2 separate regions of the Zea mays genome follow, and region 1 is linked to region 2. A link is a contact called in public Hi-C data. All regions are on one chromosome and are shown on one strand. Each heading gives the region's core, a stretch centred on a gene start, on an enhancer-like site or on the middle of the called end of the contact. The rest is flanking DNA. Distances are from core to core; before and after follow the strand shown. Region 1 holds the start of LOC103652819 (leucine-rich repeat receptor-like serine/threonine-protein kinase BAM1). Region 2 holds the start of LOC103652818 (receptor-like protein kinase HSL1).

Region 1 (2,700 bases), core at 184-2,683, 180 kb after region 2:
GCACCCCGGCACCAGCACCATCGGCCGCTTTGTCTATCTCACCTCCCTTTGCTTTCTTTTCTTTTGGCCCCCCTCCCCAGGGTCCCGTGTCCCAGCCAGCCGGAGCCTTTGAACGCCGCTTTTTAGCCGGCCGGCCGCGCTCGCATCGTCTTGCCATGGCATCGGGCTGCAGTTGCACCTGCCTCCCACTTCGTCGTGGCTATGGGGGGGATGGCAGGGTGATATGGAGGAACCTGTCCTTTCCTTTGCTTACCTTCCTGCCCATTCAGATCACTGAACTTTAGCATCTCTCTTTCTCTGTGAGCTAAGGATAGAGTATTATTTTTTTTAGTTTTGGGTTTAGATTTGTTGCTTCACCTCATGAGTAACCAATCTAAGAGTCTGTTTGCACACTACAGCAGCTCTAGATCCAACAAAAAAACAGATTTACTTCATGAAAAATTAGCCAAGTAATTTAGACGCACGAAAATCTAGATTCGAATAAACATATTCAACATTTTAGTGATGAGTTCTCCACTAAATAAAGTTTGTTAAAATTAATAAAAATTACCCACCTCTATCATCTCTACTAATATAAAGTGTTCCCATGCGCTAGCGAAATAAAAAAAACACATCTATCGGGATTCGAATAAGTACAACTCGTATCTAACACATCTATCGTGGTCTCTAGAAAGAGAGCACTCGTATCTAGAAAGAGAGCACTCGTATCTAACAAGTACAACTGATGTTAGTTTATATTATACAAAACAAAATTATATACGATATATATAAAAATCGTAGCGACACATGAGCAACTAACTAATTTTACACAAGTTACTTATTGGTTCTTCTTTGTTTTCCCAGTTCATTCTCTCTTTCCCTCCAAAAAAAAATTCTTTGCATCCGGAATGCAAAGAAACACTTTTACAACCCTCACATCGATCTATCATCTGTTAGTCCATATATATAGAAAAAAACAAATTATTAAAGAGTTAAGTTGCAAATTTTTGATTTGTTTTGTGGAACTTCACGTGGTGGAAGTGAGGTAATGCAAAATAGGGTGCTTCCATCATCTTACTCGTGTCTTAGGACGCAGATGATGTTTGATTCGTGCGTGCCATGGCTAAGGTTTCATCGTGACTGCGGCGGGCCGCGTAACTCGTAGGCTCGTAGCAATGCGACAAACCCAGGAGTGCAGATCTCCCCGATCCATTTCTTTTGTTTGCGCCATAATCATTACCGAAACTCATAGGGCCGGCTCACGTACGTTGATGCCATGGAGACCGGAGTGCATTCCTCTTTTCGTGTCGGGCGACGATGCCATCATAATTCAAACAAAGCCTTTCCTCCAAATACCCTCCAAACCAATGGCACAAAGATTTGAACGAACCAGAATACAACCCCCTGCCGAAGGGACCATGCATGTCCTTGGAGAATTCAAAGCTAGAAACTCCCTACCACAGTGCAAGCCACTTGCCACCTTTGCCATGGCTGCTTCCGTCTCCTCCCAAAGAAAAAGCAAAAGGAGATGAGATAGCGAGCAAGAGGATCACCACTAGCACCATTGAACCAGAGCAGCAGAGCGACGCACTAGCTAGATAGATCAGAGTAGTACGTTGCTCTGTAGTCTACTAGACACCCTTCATCCAGACGCCATATATATCTCAAAAGCCAACCCCCCCTCCCCTGCCTTGCAGTTGCCACAGCGAGCGAGCGAACGAACATATTCCCCTAGATTGCTCTCCTGACACTATCATCTTCCACCTCCCAGCTTCACTCTCAAGCCTCCACTCCATCTTCTTGTGAAGCTTCTCAAGATTCTCGCATGCCTTTACTCCTCCTCTCACTCACTCTCGCCAGCTTGCTTGCTAAACAACCTCCAACGCCGACGCCAATGCCGACAGCTCAACTCCTCTAACTAGCCTCCCGCCGCAATTCACAAGCGCCCGGAGAAAGAAAAAAGAAAGAAACATTGGAGGCACCCCCCGATGAGGCCTTCGCCACCTCTGCTCCTGCTCGTGCTCCTGCATTTCGCGCTCCTGTCCACCAACGCCAATGGGAACGGCGACCTGCGCGGCGACGCGATGGCGCTGCTGGCCCTCAAGGCCGCGCTCAGCTGCCGCCCGGGCGCGCTGCGGTCGTGGTCGGTGGCCAATGCCGGGTCCGTGTGCGCGTGGGCGGGCGTCCGCTGCGCGGCCGGGCGCGTGGTCGCCGTCGACATCGCCAACATGAACGTGTCGGACGGCACGCCCGTGTCGGCCCGGGTGACGGGGCTCGGCGCGCTCGAGACCATCTCGCTGGCCGGGAACGGCATCGTGGGCGCCGTCGCCGCGTCGGCGCTCCCGGCGCTGCGCCACGTCAACGTGTCCGGGAACCAGCTGGGCGGCGGCCTCGACGACGGCTGGGACTTCGCGTCGCTGCCCGGCCTCGAGGTGCTGGACGCCTACGACAACAACTTCTCGGCCCCGCTCCCGCTCGGCGTCGCCGCGCTCCCGAGGCTCCGGTACCTGGACCTCGGCGGCAACTACTTCACCGGCGAGATCCCCGCGGCGTACGGCGCGATGCCCGCGGTGGAGTACCTGTCCCTCAACGGCAACAACCTGCAGGGGCGCATCCCGCCGGAGCTCGGCAACCTCACCACCCTCCGGGAGCTCTACCTCGGCTACTACAACGTGTTCGACGGCGGCATCCCGCCGGCGCTCGGCCGGCTGCGCAGCCTCA
Region 2 (2,700 bases), core at 190-2,689:
TCTGAGAGTGAGATATTGGACTGTTAGAACGGCAGATCCCAGAAAATCATGTGGAGTCATCAAATCATCAGTTCGTATCATGCGACCACACAGTACCAAACAAGTTTCTCTGCGTCTTAATTAACATATAATTAGAAGGGAAAAAAAAGGTTTCGCCTCCTTCTTACTGAGGCATTTCTTTGTTGATGACATGGTTCCATAAATAGCTCATATTAGTTTTAGGTACAGAAACATTAGCTATTGCCTTCATCAACGATCATGTATACTTGTTCATCTTCTTTTTTTTCTCTGAAAAGAGGAAAGATGTATATATATTTTTTTCTCCAATTCAGATTACTTCACTCAAGTTTAAAAGCCCACAAAGGAAATATATAGAAATTCAATTTACCAAGTAAAATGGGAAAAAAATATGTATGGCAGAGGAGACCTGGCGCTTCCTTGATTCGAGGTTGCAAGTATTCAACATGCCGACAAGGGAAACATGCTTGCTTGTGCAGGAGCAAAAGGACTACTGGCTGGGAGACGCACACGCTGGACTGTGGCCTGTGGGTGCAAAGGAAGACCAAGCTATTCTAGTGTATCCAGAAATGATTGGAACGGAAGCTTCCACAGGGCATACACAACTCTCACAAAACAAAAAACAAAACACACACAAGTGAAATAGTACTACAAATGAATACTACACTAGCTAGTGGCGATCGACGAAGAGCGGGATAGGAAGCGCATCGGCTAGCATCTCTTGCAAGAACTAGGTAGGTAGAACCGTAGAAGCTACCAGATAGAAAGGCAATCCATGGAACCAGACACTGGTATGTATATATGGACAATAGCATCAACAGAACCTATTGCCAAGGTCTTGTTCGGTTATTTACAATATACATATATTGAATAAGATTGGAAAAAATTAAGAAGTTTAACTTGCTTAAGATTTAAACCCAACCAATTTCACTGAATCCACGTGGATTGAGAGCTAACCGAAAGCCTTAATAAGATGCAAAGCCATCAACCAGAATAGAGTGGGCCGGAGAAAGAGTAGAGCTTAGTTACAGAGGGTTTATATACCTTCCTCCCTCCCTCCCTAGCTCTTGATCAGCCCTCCTAGTTCGACGTCAACGAGGGACGATATCGCGCGCACCACAAGCGGCAGCATGGAGAAGAAGAGCGGCCAATTGAGCGAGCGAGGAAGAGTTGTAGGGAGAAGAATAGCTGCTGGTTTTGCGAATAGATATGAGCAGCAGAGGATGCAGCGATTGCAGGGCTAATAAGGCTAGCTTAGTGTGGGCTTAGCTCGTGGGTATGGTTAACTGACAGGGGATCGACGAGGAGCTGTCTGCGTGTTTAACTCTCGTGTGGGAGGCTAAGATTCAGCGATGGTATACGGGTCCGGCGGTGGCGGGATGTGCACCGGAACGGAGATATGTACACGGAGACATGGCCATGGAGATAGATAGATAGATAGAGAGATAGAGAGAGAGATAGATAGATAGATAGATAGAGAGAGAGAGAGAGAGAGAGAGAGAGAGAGAGAGAGAGAGAGAGAGAGAGAGAGAGAGAGAGAGAGAGAGAGAGGCAAGAGGCTGTATCAAATTGGTGGCCGGTGGCGGGACAAAAGGGACTGCAATGCAATGCAATGCAGGAGACGAGACGAGACGATGCTGTTGCTTGCGGGACTGCCGTTTCAGCCGTGGCATCTGCCCGCGCTGGTGGCTTCGATTGGGTTGGCAGTGGGACGGAGGACCCACAGGATCCTCTGTACCGTAACTGAGGTGCAGACTGCCTTGTGGTGTTTGGCATGATTAGCCCAGGCTTCTAGCTGCCTTGTGGGTGTTTGGCATGTGCCCCATGCCTGCTAACAGTATACCCTCAGTTCCATTGGCGGCCGAGGTATGCCTGCATGCTTCCTGAGAGCACTCGTGCCGCTCAAGTGGTTGATTGACTAAGGAGTTGTTTGGTTTGTGGCTAACTATACCACACTTTGTTGTTTGAGATTAGTCGTTCGAATTGAAAAACTAATCTTAGACACAAAAGTGTGGTAAAATGTGGCAAATTAGACAGCGAACCAAACATGCCCTAAATGACTAGCGCGGACGGCAGTTTGTGGCTAGGTGGGCAATTTGGACCTTGTACACCAACTTTCTACTGCAAGTTTTAGAACTAGTAGCATATAGGGTTGAACGATGATGCCATTAGAGCACCTCCACACAATGACGACGAGGCAGGGTGCAGGCGATGACCATTTTTGTTTCTTCGATGACCGTACATGAGATAGATCGGATCTCACGAACAATGTATGGGAGGGAAGCTGCAACAATGAACATTGGATCGTGTGCTGGTCTCTCACTATTTTTTTATACGCGGTGTGATAGGGGTGCAACCATAAGGTTATTATGCCACCCATAAAGATGCTAGAGATAGAGTCTAGTTCGGTCCTTTGACCTAACTAGATAAAGCCAACCTAATATTCTTCTCCTTAATCTCATATTTTCTTGCTTATACTTAAAAGCTACTTTCTTGACTGTTTAATTATTTATCTTACTATTCCTATGTGGATAGGTGAGGGTGAAGTGGAGTTTCTAGTACAAAGCTTTATCGATGACCCTACCAGTCTTAGCGACGGTAACACCTTTGGGTGTAGTTTCCCTTTCTTGGAGGCATTGCCATGAAACGTCACGACCTTCCTATCCGCTAATCTCTAGGTGA

The links. Hi-C and Micro-C count contacts between places; a contact is called where the count stands out from the background.
Region 1: a contact with region 2 is called in a Hi-C map of bundle sheath, with 3 times the contacts expected there. The contact joins the promoter of LOC103652819 here to the promoter of LOC103652818 in region 2. A contact is called at or near these places in 9 of 25 Hi-C or Micro-C datasets (bundle sheath, ear, leaf and 3 more).

Annotation. Positions count from the first base shown.
Region 1 is chr4:11,267,537-11,270,236 of Zm-B73-REFERENCE-NAM-5.0, forward strand. It overlaps LOC103652819 (leucine-rich repeat receptor-like serine/threonine-protein kinase BAM1), which reads left to right and starts at 1,434. Exons shown (of 2, transcript XM_008679799.4): 1 at 1,434-2,700. The coding sequence starts at 1,968.
Region 2 is chr4:11,083,262-11,085,961 of Zm-B73-REFERENCE-NAM-5.0, forward strand. LOC103652818 (receptor-like protein kinase HSL1) reads right to left here and starts at 1,440. Exons shown (of 3, transcript NM_001301596.1): 1 at 1,063-1,440.